3 separate regions of the Hordeum vulgare genome follow, and all the other regions are linked to region 1. A link is a contact called in public Hi-C data. All regions are on one chromosome and are shown on one strand. Each heading gives the region's core, a stretch centred on a gene start, on an enhancer-like site or on the middle of the called end of the contact. The rest is flanking DNA. Distances are from core to core; before and after follow the strand shown. Region 1 has its middle 75 kb from the start of LOC123400041. Region 2 holds the start of LOC123400038 (rab GTPase-activating protein 22-like). Region 3 has its middle 67 kb from the start of LOC123400038.

The links. Hi-C and Micro-C count contacts between places; a contact is called where the count stands out from the background.
Region 2: a contact with region 1 is called in a Hi-C map of leaf, with 5 times the contacts expected there. The contact joins the promoter of LOC123400038 here to the enhancer-like site in region 1. A contact is called at or near these places in 2 of 6 Hi-C or Micro-C datasets (leaf and seedling).
Region 3: a contact with region 1 is called in a Hi-C map of leaf, with 5 times the contacts expected there. The contact joins two enhancer-like sites. A contact is called at or near these places in 5 of 6 Hi-C or Micro-C datasets (leaf and seedling).

The regions. Positions count from the first base shown.
Region 1 is chr5H:497,926,350-497,931,270 of MorexV3_pseudomolecules_assembly, forward strand. No RefSeq gene overlaps it. Among protein-coding and RNA genes, the nearest start is that of LOC123400041, 75 kb to the right of the region's middle. Within about 2 kb of position 2,927, at least 1 of the 3 cell types and tissues checked has open chromatin away from gene starts, as enhancers often do. A contact at or near this core is called in leaf, where this site is marked.
Region 2 is chr5H:497,589,311-497,594,231 of MorexV3_pseudomolecules_assembly, forward strand. It overlaps LOC123400038 (rab GTPase-activating protein 22-like), which reads left to right and starts at 2,518. Exons shown (of 5, transcript XM_045094433.1): 1 at 2,518-2,993; 2 at 4,425-4,560; 3 at 4,667-4,716. The coding sequence starts at 2,731.
Region 3 is chr5H:497,656,348-497,661,268 of MorexV3_pseudomolecules_assembly, forward strand. No RefSeq gene overlaps it. Among protein-coding and RNA genes, the nearest start is that of LOC123400038, 67 kb to the left of the region's middle. Within about 2 kb of position 2,049, at least 3 of the 3 cell types and tissues checked have open chromatin away from gene starts, as enhancers often do. A contact at or near this core is called in leaf, where this site is marked.

The DNA.
Region 1 (4,921 bases), core at 1,677-4,176:
AGCCGCTCGATCCGGACGGTGGACGGCTCGATGGCTGTGAGCCGAAACGTCTTTGGCGATTCCAGTTCCTCGCCTCGCGGTGATCAGGCGACGGCGATGGGTAGGAGCAACTCTTCTCCGTCCGTTTGACATTTCTTCTCGTCTAGCTGAGCCGTCATCCCACGCGTGATCAACATAAATTTTGAAGTGCAAACCAACCCGTGGTTGAATGGTTAGAAGGAATGTGGTATCCCTACCCATCAAAGTTTAAGCTTCAGACTTGACGTTGGTGCTTGCATTTTCCTGAATCTATTCAAGGTTTTCCGACGATGTGCTTTCAATGGGAGGAGACGTTTCCGTCGACAACGAAGGCGTCAATGACGAAGTCGTCAATCTTAAGATGATGTGTCGGCTTAGTCTTTCGAAGATGTTCATAGAGGTAAGGTGTACGTGCGTGCGTTCATAGAGATTAGTGTACGCTCGTGTATGTGAACCACTTCGATTATACTCTGATAAAAAAACATAAATTTTGAAGGTCACTTTAAATCGAGTCCGTGAGTCTCCATATTTGGCGGCGCAAGAAAGAAGAAGGATATTTGAAGGGCACCCAATCCTAAAAACGGTTTGGCGAAAGCGACATTTCCTTCGCCCCCTACCTTTTCCGCCCGCATGGTCGCATCCCTATCCTTGTCGTAGCACCATCTATGGCCGCTTCTAGCCGTTCCGAATCCTTGTCGACGAAGCGATTGGCGCCGCCTCGACCCCGACATCCTGATATGTCTGTTTAGAGTTTGGTCCCATGACTTCAACAATTGTTGCACCTGTTTGCACCTCTCGCACCTTCGACAATCGTGGACCATCGCTTGGGCCAGCACATCGTCCATGCTATCGGTGACATTTGGCCTTAGCGGTAACAAAACCTATTCGTCCACCCGTAGGAGCCGAGACAGCACGCAGCGAAGGGATAGAAAAAGAAGACTATGGCCTTATTAGGTTTGGAGGAAACTAAAACGTAAGAATTAGGAGTAATATAGGGATTTGATAGGATGTCACTTGTCATTCTAAGGAATTGACTTGCGCCGTTCCTATGCAAAAATAATGAGCTTCGATTGGATGTATACTTTCATTAAGAAACAAAATAAATAAATAGTATTCCTACAAAATTCCTGTACGTGTTTCCTATTAACCGAATGCATTTGTAGGAAAATTTGTTCTGGGATTCTTGCTCATACATTTTTCCTATGAAAATCCTCCAAACGGAATGAGGCTTAGGGGGGCGACAACACCCTTGCCCTTCTTCCTTTGTCCCGACGAGCAAAACAGGGGCATCTTCTAGTCTCCGGTGGACCAGAAACACCGATGAGATAAAAACAAAAATCTCTATTTCGCCTTGTACTTCGATTGGTTCGATTGAACACGACATGGCCACATAAAATATTGGCAATATTTGCAATTTTTGTGTTATGGTGTGGATTTGAGGAATTTTGGAGGATCGATGGTAAATAAAAAAACATTTATATGCAAGAGAGCGGACGACGTCAAGAAGAGATCGAGGCGTGTAGGCTTTAAAATGAGGAGGCATGGTGGGAAAATGTTCGGATGGCAAAGGAGAACCGGTTCATCATATTGAATCCGAATGTTATTGATCCAATGGTGCACCAATTTACGTTCGGTTTGCGAGAGCAATGGGAAGTTGTAAACACCAGACAAGAGGACAGCGTAAACGCCGAAGCAAGGAATGATGCACATGCCGGAGGGGAAGGGGATGGTGCACATGTCGACGACATGTGATTTATACATGTTGGTTTAATCCTTTGGTTCGTGTACCTTGTTGAAAATTCTATACAGCATTTCTTATGAAATGATGGGATAAATCATTTTATTTCAAAAGTAATCCAAGTGTTTGAATGAGGAACAAAAGAATATTGAAGGCTGGTATATAACGCGTCGTCTGACCAGCCTTCAAGATATTATGAAGGGTGTCTCATATGCATTATGACGACCGAAGATATCATCAGTCCGATAGAATTGCTCTAAGAAGAAGAAATGTCGCCATCGTTCGTCGCCATTTCTGGTGCCAATCAGGAGCAAGTATTAGGCTACGCGTTTACTTTGGCTCGGTTTTATCCATTAACAGCTGACGTAGTACACATAATCCGACCTCTGTTTCTTCAAAAACGAAGGGAAAACACATAACCCGATCTCTGTTGTTGCAACAGCTACCTCTTGTGGGCTGCAAGGGCTGCTGCTAGCTCTTGCACGGTGATTTGTTTAGACGAAGCCTGAAAATGACTCCCAAGAAGTCAGCTTGGTGACTGTGTGTTGCTTCCCTACACTATCCGTTGGCCCGTCGGTGCTTTGTTTCATTTACTTGGTCCGATCTGAGGTAAGCAGTGCGCAAAGCATGATCGATGCCTCCGGCGGTGGTCAAGAGGGGGAGCACAACCAAGCGATACTTTCCAGAGCCTTTTGATTACGGATCGAGGGAAGAAGTATATTCTAATTTAGGGGAGGAAGAAGATGGATCAAGTGACGAGATGCAGATTCCGCTTCAGATATGCCCTTTCCACTCTTGTAGGTTTGTGGCTCCAGCACACAATCTTGGTTGCTTCAATTGCTGGAGAACGTACTAATACTTTTCTAGTGCGCCCGCCCCCAGGAGCCCGGCTGCCCCCGTTGTCTACGAATGAAACAACGCCAGATTTATTTGTCGGAGAACATCACTCACTGACTGTGTAGTACTATCATAAACAAGTCAGGTGCCTAAACAACAGATTACGGTCCATTATTGCGCGCCAATGACAGTGAGCTGCGAGTGGTTGGTCTGGGTAATAAACATTCATTTGTCTTGGTTTAATACCCGTCGCATTGTATACCAGAGGTAGCTATCAGCATCGTGCCATCCTTTGAATTCTAGTGGTGGAATGTTCTTTCTTGCCTATTCCCAACAGTATGTAGATGGGAATGGAACCATTTTAGAGTGAGAACGACGCTAGGGTTTTCAAAGCGTACGCCACTAGATAGGGGTTTCGGATCGAGTGGTTATCGGCCTCGCTAAAGATATCGGTTAAGCTTACTGACTTCATTGTGGTCATTTTCTTTCTTATGCAACCGCTAGTCATCACTATCTTGTTAGCCTGATTATCATAGTGTCTAGTGGCTCTTGTCCCTATTAGAGAGAAATAAGCATTCATGAGATGTGGTCTAGCTGATTTCCAGGAAGGGGGCTCCATAGATAGATTACATCATGTGACTACAAAATCTCTTACCGGTGTAGCCACGGATACCTAATCTTGTTATGCAGCGACATCCGACCACTAGCCTCTCAGGATGTATCTTCTAAGAAACCGCAGATTACTCATATATTTCAGATTTAGATTGTGCTGGTTTCCCGGAGAGGAGCTGGATGGTGTACTGCCTTCGATTTGGTCCAAGTTTGGTGAAAGTACGAAGTACATGGATAAATGGCGAGGTAGAGTTAGAAATACGATAATAATTTTCAAGTGTTAGAATTAGAAGTACGAAGCTTTCTCACTGTCTGGTTTTAAAAAGTTTATATAAACAAGTTATTAACATTCAAAATACGAAACTAATACCATTAAAATCAACATTGAATATATTTTTACATCATATAGTTTTGATGTTGTGAAAATCTATATTATTTTCTATAAACTTGTTTGATAATATGCAGAGTAAACAAAAACGAATGAAGTACTACCAGGAGAACACGATTGCCCAATTAGTTTGAGAAAAAGAAACATGCAATAAACACTATCTAACAAAAAGCTAAAAACATCGCGTGCCCGTGGCCAAGTCAAAACAAAGGAGTACAAACTTAACAGATACAAGCGGAAGACTCCCATCAACATGGTACACGTTATCATTGTCACCACCCATGGGCGAAAGACCCCACAATAACATTGTACCCATCGTTGTTCCATCACCCACCACACCAAGAAACTAGCAAATTTGACTTCATCATGACAAATTTTTATTGTTTTCCTTTTTGAAACTTTCACTAGGGGGTTGGGGTATTCCTCACCTAGAATTTTCATTTTCAGAAAAGGTTTCAGCGAAGGAAGAGGGTTTCCAAAGGAGAGGAGGAGTTTCGGAGCAAAAGAAGTCACGCCATAGGCCGACATGTTTCGAGAATTCACTAGATTACTGTCCATACATCCAATAGCAATACTGCTCACTACGAAAATAATGTATAGGTTTCCTGACTAAAGACTTTGGTATTCTTTCTTTGTGTCCCATACTTCCAAGAGTTGCAGTGTTGAAAACCAGGAAAACGAAGAATTTGGATCACCGCAATCATCACCGATGTAGAAGTCTGGGATAATTGGCTAAGTGTTTAGTCATCTTGACTAGTTTTTTTCCGGTTGTTACACCTTTTTACATCATTTTGCTTTCGCTCCTCTGTGAGCTTGTAATGAATCGCATACCTTTTAAACCTTTGGCTTAGACCCTGTTTGGTTACAGGTACTAGACTAGAAAAAATCTTTTTTATTTTTTATGTAACCAAATAAAAGGGGTTTTTTCTAAAGGGACTAAAAAAAGACTATATTGATGGGTCTTTTTTTAGTTCATCGGACTAAAAAAGTCTAGTTCCTTTAAACCAAAACACCCCTTTAATAATATGATTGCATGATATTCCTTCTTTTTAGGAAAAAAAAAACACGATCACCACCATGGCAACACGTGCACGGCAGCTCTCGACACGGCCAGATACCGTCTTGGTCGTCGCCCGACCAGAAGACGGTGCACGACACAAGTACGTATAAAGAAACCGAAAGGCACCCGTTGAGCAAGGAACATCTAGAGCATTAATAAACCAGGAACACGACGAGGACCCGAGTTGAGGCCGACGTCGCCGTATCCATGATGGAGGGGCTGCTGATCGAGTGGTACAACGCACCTTCATCAGCACCGCCGGGCAGGT
Region 2 (4,921 bases), core at 1,268-3,767, 340 kb before region 1:
TGTGTTAAGAGAAATGTAATAAAGATGCCAAAAATTTTCTGAAGGTTTCTTAGTTTAAGGAAACAACAAAAATTATCTATGGTCAGCATGAACACACTTTCATACTATGCCTTTTTTTTGAATTAGCAATTTCGTAACATGAATTATCAAGTCAATTGTTGTTTGCAAGTTTACACATTGTAATTTAGTTACTACATAATTGGTTATGGGCAAGCCCAGTTAGCGAAGAATTGATTTGGTTTTTAAATATATGGTTCAGAATTGAGTTTTTTTTGCCAAAAGTTCAGAATTGAGTTATTTTTCCGAAATACCTGAGTACTCCCTCTGCAAACTATTATAAGAGTGTTTAGATTACTAAAGTAGTGTTTTAAATGCTCTTATATTAATTTACAGAGTAAGTAGTAACTAATGTCTACTGAAATATTGCGGCCAAAAGTATGTGCAATTCTTTACCTTGGCCCGCCCAAAAGAATGCGTATTATTTATTCGGCTTTCTTCTTTCTTCTTTGTGAGACAGTTTGGAGTTAGGATTTTTTTTTCTATAATCTGAAATTTATAGAAATGTTGACTTAGCTGGTGAAATCATTGGACTGAAATCCACTAATTCTTTGGAGGATTCCCATGATTATATCCTCAGACTTTAGGAGATGAGTTTAGTTGCATACAAGTGCTGCTTCGGGATTATATCTTTGTATCCACCATCAATGGCTGGATCACACAATTCCTATTATTTATCAATTATAATTTTCCTATCCGTTAGCAGGACTCCAATCGTGTTCATGTTTCAAAATAGTTGCCTGGGAGCATGCTTATAATATTTGTGCAGACCAGCGAATCAACAAGACTTTTTAGTTTTGTCTTTTGTGTTAAGAGAAATGTAATAAAGAAGCCAAAAATTTTCTGAAGGTTTCTTAGTTGAAGGAAACAACAAAAATTATCTATGGTCAGCATGAACACACGGTCATACTATGCCTTTTTTTTGAAATGCACTTTCATACCATGCCTTAGTAGCATGGAGTATGTACGCTCTCTTTTTGAATGTTTTCTTAAACTAATTAGTACCTCCATATCTTTCCAATTTTTGGATTTACATGTTTTTATCAGGTCAAGCAGGATGATATCTCTGGTTCTCATGACATTTGGGATGCTTGAAACTTTATTGTCTTTTGAGTGAAGAGCCGTCTTTGTTTTGCAAACACTACCTGAATGGAAAATCCTATAAAGCGTTTGTAGAAAAGTATACGGGAGCTATGTTTGACAAATGCCTGATGTACAGGTTAGGCTCTGTAAAAAATGATTCACAGACAATAATGTAATGAATTCTGTTATATTAATACATTATCATGTTATCTTTTGATTTTTATTTAATAATACCTACTAATAAGAATGAATGAGTATATTTTTTTATGGTTATACGTGCGTTACACGTGCCAGATTACTAGTATAATAAAGCGTGCGAGAGCTTTTTTGATAAATTTATTTTTTGCCCCTAACAATGCACGAACGCTCTACTAGTCACAGAACAAATTACATCAAATTCACCCCCTCGACCTACCGGATCTATTTGATCTCTCCTTTCTTCTTTATCCACGATGTGTACATCTCGCAGTTCCGCAACCACTGTGAGCCGCAGCACCGGCAAGACCGGCACAACAGTCTTCTCTGCCGTGTTTGTCACCGCCAACATCGTCACTGGACCAGACGCCAATACGGCTGCCGTGGAAGCACGTCATAACGTTATCATCAAAGCAGTTGTGTCGTGTCATGGTTGAAGCGCTGCCACCGCCGCTTGCCGTGTCGCCCCGCGAACCAAACCCGCGCGCGACCAGTTCAAATCAAACACAGTGGACGATGATAGACGAGTCCACACACCAACACAACACACACATCTCTCCGTTTCTCCCAAACAAGCAAAAATAAAAATAAACTCAGCATGTCAACAGTTGACTTGACTGGCTAACCAAACCCGGATCCTCCACGGGCTAAACGTGTCGGCCGACAGAGTCAAAACTCGACCATATCCATCCATCCGCCGATGCCGTTTGGCAGCTCCAGACAGTCACACACCATTATTGGTCTGTATGTATGGAGTATAACACACGCAAAAAAAAAAATTCGAAGAAACCCTACAAATGGTTGACCCAAAGATTCAGCCTGCAAATCTTGTTTCAAACCGATTTTATTTCTTCAAAACGAGAGGCTAGCCATCGAATGAATGAAGATAAACATGGACAATAATAACCGGAGAAAAATAAATAAAGATCCTGGGAAAGTTGACCTACAGGCCGAGGACGCCGGCCGGCCGGCCGTGTGGGACTCTTCAATGCCGGGCAGTTGTGTGTCCTAGCGGCGGTAGGTCTAGTCTTCGATGCCCTGTCTCGCTGACGAGCGGGCCCCACGTGGCAGCCCGGACCGGACCCGTTGAAGTGCGCACGGCACCCCACCCACCCCCCTCTCTCCGTGTGTGTGTGTGTGTGGCTTTATTGGCGTCACATGCCCCCCTCCCTCTCCCCTACCACTTCCGTCCATTTCCCAAAAGCTTAGAGTTAAAGCACGGTGGGCGGGGGAAAAAAACCGGATTAACCTGCAGCAGGCGCCGGCGGCGAGATCCCGGGGCGGCGGGGATGGCGCCGGGGAGGCGGGGGCGGAGGTCGTGCTGCTGGTGCTTGTAGTGGGCGTGCGTGGGGGGTAGTAGGTGGGCGAGAGGGACCGACGGGCGGACGGGCGGACATGAAGGCCCTGCGGCGATCCAGCACCTCGACCTCTCCGTCCTCCTCCTCCTCGCCCACGGCCGCGTCGTCCCCGCCCTCCTCCTCCTGGATCCACATCCGCTCGCTCCTCGTCGCGGCCGCCTCGTCCAACTCCTCCTCGGCGGCGGCGGCGGCCGCCGCTGCCGCCGGGAGCTCCGTGCCCGCCTTGCCGTCTGCGTCGGCTGCGGCCGCGGCCTCTTCTTCGTCCTCGCCCGCCGCCTCCTCCTCGCCGCGCTCGGATCGGTGGGTTCCCTCCCCTTCCCTCCTCTCTCTCTGGATTGGCCAGAGCTGGCGAGTAAAAATGCCAACTTTCCAGCTTTTCTACAGCTTCTGATCTGGTCCTGTGCGCTCCGGCGTACCTCGCCGTGGTTGAATTGGTGGCCTGGAGGCCACTGAAGTGCTCGAATTAGGGCTTCTCTGTTCTTCGATCCACTCGAGCTTCACGTTCCAGTTTCGATTGGAGTAGATCGTGTGGTGATGGCTTGGCCAAGTGCTTCAAGCACTTGCCATTGCTACGAATGAGTTAGCTGCATGCTTTGTTCCAAAGATGCCTCTTTTCTGTGTTTAAGTATGCAACTTATGGTAATACTAGTGCTCAAATTACAGAATGCTCGGACGCCTTATGCAATTAGTTCAGGCATCGCTGTGCATTGGTGTTTGAATCGGGAGGTAGCTTGCTTGCTGCTAGCTTGAATTGATAGCTACTTCAGGTTGCTTTTGTTGATTCTTAGTGTTAGATGTCATGGTATGTAGGACCTTGCTGGTGACCTGCCCCCCAAGGAAAGCAAATTTTGGTTCCTAAAAATAATACTTTAAAAAATACTAATACTGACTATGTTATGCATTTATTTGGTTTGATAGTGAAGCTTTCACGCTTGAACGGCTACCTATAAAGTTGAGCTAGTTCCTTCTGTGCAATTATGCTAACGTAGAGTTATCAAAGGTTGTCAATCATGACCCATCTAAGCCTGCGTGCCACAAAACAGTTCCCAGACCACATACTTTTAAGTTTTACTCCTGTTGCCTTTCAGCTTATTTGTTTTCACCAACGCAGTGATAAAAAATGCTACATAGAAGTGATCATACGTTCTCACTGAAGTCATTTTCATCTAAGCTGACCCCAAATGTTCTCTCACCCTGACTATGGCTCCATTTTTGAGCTTGATATTATATTCTAACTAGAAGCCTAGAAGTTAATGTAAGGTTCGGCTATATGTGGTTGATTTTAAATATGGGCGAGCAGCATAAATTCTATTGATGCAGTTAACAATAAACCTGTCTTAACAGTTTCCCAGTTTTAGTATAACAATAATTTCTAAAACAGTAACCGTGGGGAACTTATTCGGTTATTCCACATAAAACTGATTTGACAAACTAATCACCTCAATTTTCTTTGCAGTAACATCTTTTGTATGGCTAATGATTTCTCTTTAAATTCAGTATGATGCATTTAAATAAGCACGAAAGTATGATTGAACTAAGGAATTTAAGCATTCACTGTTTAGGTGCCGTATCTATCTGCCTATGAACAGTAGATGTGAAATGTGCATGTCATGGCACTGGACTGGACTGTACTAGTATATAGCCAGCTAGTTGGTTTACCGACTTTTTCTTTTATTGACCAATACCTCTCCTTATGCTCTTTGCTTAAAACATATCAATTCCTTTTCTCAGCGGAGGAATTAAATCTCCATGGTCTCGAAGGAAAAGGAAAAGAGTACTTTCTCGTCAACAGTGGGATGGTCAATTTTCGGCCAATGGGAAACTTCGTGATGGGGGAAAGAAGGTCCTAAAGAAAGTCCGTAGTGGGGTAAGCATTGTTATTCATATGCATATATGGTTTGCATATGTACTTGTCTATGATGCTTGCTTGGGAGTATACATACTGAAAATGTGCATTTCTTTTGTTGTACCAGGGTATTGAACCAGGCATTAGGGCTGAAGTTTGGCCCTTCCTACTTGGAGTGTGAGTTACTTGATCTCTTCTATTCCTAGTAGAATCTATAAGGTTCATATCTTTGACCAAATTTGAGATGTCAGCGACACCCAAATATTCCTCAGAGCACCTTGTTGGATGATGATGTAGTCAATTAATCAAGATTATCGGTGGATGTTTTAAGAAGGAAATATGCACACACAGCTGTAGTAATACAGTAATAGCATCACCACCA
Region 3 (4,921 bases), core at 799-3,298, 270 kb before region 1:
GTAACATAAAAAAATGTTCATTATTTTTAAAAAATGTTGGCGACTTAAAAAAACCCTGTGTTTTGAAACAAATTATGGTTTTATTTTTGTTTCCTTTTCCCATTCTTTTCCTTTTCCCATTCTTTTTGTTTGACATTTTCTAATTTTTTTTGTAGATCAAATTTATGTCATGTTTTCAAAATTTTGTTCACAATTTATATATAAATGTTCATGCTTAAAAAAATAATTTTAAATTTCAATCTTGCTTACAATATGTCTTCATATTTTAAAAAAGTTTGTGTTTCAAACATTGTTCTTGTATTAAAAAACTGCACGATTTTTAAATTTTTTCCATATATTTTGAAAAAAATCGTAAATTTAGGAACATGGTTTTGTTTTTCAACAAAGTGTGATGATTTCATAAAAATATTTGTTTTACAAAAAATATTCTCCTTTTCAAAATTAGTCTCGTTTTCAAAAAAAATTCATGATTCTCGTAAAATGTTTGTTCACGATTCTCATAAAATGTTTGTGTATAAAAAATGTTTGTTCATTATTCTATTTTTTGTTCATGATTCTCATAAAATGTTTGTGTATAAAAACTTAGTCTCAGTTTCAAATTTTGTTCTTGTTTTTTATAAAAATATTTATGTTTCAAAACGTTTCCAGGAATTTTAGAAAATATTATTTTTAATTATTATACAAACTTTAAAATCAGGAAGGATTGTAATAAGTAACATAAAAACAGAAAAAGAAAAGAAAATTAAAGAATCAGAAAATACCATAGAGGAATCGCCCGGCTCAGGTCGCTGCCTCTGTGTGCATAGGAGGGGAGGTCACATAGGTGGGAAAATAAACACAAACAAAAATATAGGAGGGGACGTCACATAGGCCGGCCTAGTTTTCGGTTGCCACCGGTTTTCGAAACCTTCTAGAAACAATCATAAGTTCAAAAAATGCTCGGTATCAGAAAAAATATTTTGCATTTTTTATAGATATTCTTTTTTCAAAAGTTTTATTGTTTTCATTTTCATTTTTTCTTTGGCTTTTTAACTTTTTTTACCTTTCCTATGTTTTTCGAAATTTCCTAATTTTTGTATTGAATTTGAAAAAACAATCGTGTTTAAAATTTTGTTCACGATTTGTATTGAAACATTCGTGCTTCAGAAAATAATCAGGAATTGTCAAAAATGTGGTGGCTTTCAAATTGTGTTCATATTTTCAAAAAATGTTCCGTTATTAATATGCTGGTCACAATTTTCTAAAAATGTTGCTCTTTTTTAAAAATTTGTTCACAAATTGAAAACTTGTTCACCAATTATAAAAATGTTCATGATTTGCAAATTTGCGGGAATTTTGGACAATTTTCTTTATTTGCTAAAACAATTAACTTCCCAAAAAATCTATGTAAGATAAAAAACTGTCCCGTATTTAAAAATAGTTCACAAAATTATAAAAATGGTGTTTTAGAAAAATGTTCTATATTTTTTAAATTTGTTCATAGACTAAAAAATTGTTTATTTTTTCCAAAAATGTTTGTGTATTTAAAAAATTTTCTGAAATTTAAAAAATGTTCCCATTTTCCAAATCATATTATGAAATTTTAACAGAATCCGTATTTCCAAAAAAATGTTAGTGTTTCGAAAAAGTATTAGAATTATAAATAATGTACCAATTTTCAAAGAAAATCATAGTTTCAAGGATTGTTGATATAATCAAGAAATTTTTGAATTTTTATAAATTCTCCAGTAATTCTATTTTTTTTTGTATTTATAAATTTTATTTCTAAATACAAAACCTATTTAAGTTTCAGAAATTTTGAAACAAATCAGAATAGTAACTTTTTATAAGAAATAGAAAGAGAAACATAATAAAAAATAAAGAACAAGAGAACAAAAAGAAAAAAAGGAAAAGGAAAAGAAGTAAATAAAATAGGAAAAATGGGAAAAAAGTGCAGAAAAAAATACGAACTGGTTAACTGGGGTTTTTGCCGCAATGCGCCGCTAGCTGAAGAGCGCCACCTCAGGAGCTCCTATGGACCGCTCATTGCCGCGAGTAGTCGGGCGAACATACAAGAGCGCCATAACTAGGCCAGCCCATCACAACCTGTAGGGGCCCTAATGCTATAGGGACCTTGCTATTGTAAAAATAGATTTTTTTACATTCATTGTTAGAACATCTCTCCCTAATAATAAAGCAAATACGGTTTTTGGTCGTCCGTTATATAATTTGCCCTTAGATTTCGTATGAATTACCCCCTATGCCATCGGTAAGTGGAGAAAACGATTCAGGTTTATTAGAAATCGGTCGTTGCGTTTGTGTCAATAGAAAGCGATCCCTGCATAAATAACAAGTCCGTGTCTATCCTAACTGGTTGGTTGCATGCTCTTCTACATAGGAGACCCAGGTTCGAACCCATCATTGTCACCCTTTTTTCATCTCCTTCTCTCTGTTTCTACCGTCGGGATTGCTCGCCGGCTGCCCAACTGGGCCGGCCTTGAGCACTTATTTGTTTATTTCTTTTATTTTGGCTTTCTTTAGGTGTACTCTGAATATTTTAATTGTAGAAATCTTCTATATCCAAACTTTGAAAAGTATATATTAATCATGCATTAAATAAATACCCAACTTGAATATAAAAAGTTTGCATTATATATAGAAAATGTACAATACATATGGATAATTAATATTTTTTTTATTTTTCTAAATTTATACTAAATGTATTAAACGTGTCTATAAAAAATGTTTCTAAATGTATAAAAAATGCACAATGTTATTGATACAAGCTTTATGTAAAGTAATGGCTTATATTTGATTTTCATATTTTTTATAATTTTTTTTAAGAACTAACAAACATGCTCGTGCGTCACAACGTAGAACATTCAGTATGCATGTCCTTACGAATTGATTGTTTTCGATGGAGCTGTCTAATATATTTAAAATAAAATAATGCTGTCGTTTAGTGTTTTCAGACTCCTTTGATTTAAAGACATTTTATAGAATTTTTGGAGGATTGAAATCCTTAGGATTTTTCCTACATTAGGGCCTCCTTTGATTCAAAAGAAGTAAATAGGATTTTTAAAGGACTGAAATGATTTTAAATTTTTGCTATGTTGATCCTTTTATTGATATGATTGAATCCTATATGGATATTTTCGATGGAATCTTTTGTACTACATTTCATATAGAAATTCTAACATCCACTTCAACCTTTTTTACAATTCCTTTGTTTTCCTGTGGCATCAAACACTCATAGCTAATCCTATAGGATTCAAGTGGACATGCCACTTCAACCCTATACTTTTCTTATTCCTACGCTTTCAAAATATTATGAATCAAAGTCTGATGCATCACAAAGATAGTTAGTGGTTGTGTCCCGAATCTAAGTAGTACACAACTGTTGAAGGGTTATGACAGAATCAAAATTTTCAGCATTCATAGAATGAATTTGAAAACCTATTCATCAAACAGATTAGGGAGTTGGGAGAATATATGTGCCACCGTAGCAACCACGGGCATTGTCCTAGTATATAAAAAGTATTTAATAATGTGTGTTGATTTTGTTGAAAAAAGTGTAAATATTTTAAAAGCATGAAGAATGTGTGATCAATTTAGTTCGCATATTTCAAAAAGGTTCATGTTTAACGTCTTTTTTCGAGGATTTCAAAAAATGTTCCATTTCAATGATTGTTCAAAATTTTCACATTTTCTTGTTTTCAAATTTTCTTTGGAGTTTACAAAAAATATTCCAGTTTTAAAAAATGTTCGCATTTTAAATTTTGAATAAATGTTCCATTTTTCGAAAAAATGTTTGTGTTTTCAATTTTTTTCAGAAGTTAAAAAAATGTTCGTGTTTTCAAATTTTATTCCGGAAGTTCAGAAAATGTTCTTATTTCCATATATTTAATGGAGTTTCAAAAAGGTTCCAGTTTCCAAAAAATGTTCGCATTCTCAATCTTTGTTTGGAATTTTAAAGAAATATTAAAGTTCTCAAATTTTGGTGCATAAGTACAAATAATGTTTGTATTTTCAAATTTGCAAACAATTATTGTTTGCAAATATTTCGTGTTCCAGTTCTTGAATTAGCAAACAATTATTGTGATGTAATTATTTACTGAAATGTCCATTTTTGTGAAAATTTCTGAATATTTTCAAATAGTGAAAAATTCTGAATTTTTATATAAAAATTAAATATCAAACATTTTACGATTTTTAATATTTTAAGGGTATAGAAGAATGTAAGCTAAAAATAGGAAGAGAAAAAAATATGGAAAATGAAGAAGCGAAAATGAAAAACCAGGAAGAAGGGATAAAACTAGCACAAAAAACCCAATTCAGGAACCTTCTAGAATGTTTCTAAAACCAGAAAAAACAGTATAGATAAAAAGGAATGCTAGATGATGGGCCGGCGTACTGCATCGCCCGTTCGCGTATCTACCTATGCGAAGCCTCGACAATACGAGGCAACGAGCGTCCAATATGCTTCTGTGTCACCTCTGGCGGGCGGTATACCGGGCTGGCATTTATTGTAGCACTTTTTTTTAACGTTTCCACTGTTTTTACGTTTTCTTGGTATTCCTTTTTCTTCTTTTCCCCCATTCCTTACTTTTCCTATTCCATGTTTCCTTCGTGTTACGTTGACATTTGGTTTAATTTTTTATTTTCTTTCTATCTTGATTTCCTTTGTTTATTTTTCACCTTTTTCTTTCTTTGGTTCTCATCAGTTTACTTCCGTTTTCTTTGTTTGTTTTATTTTTTTCTTTGACACATGTCTACAGCTTACATATTGAATGTACATCATTTATCATGCGTCAGGACCATTTTTATGCACACCTATAACATTATCTAAATACATTATTAATACTATTCAAATATATGCTTTCATTTCGATATTTTTTTACACATTGTACATTTGTTGTATAGACCAAAAACATTTGTATAT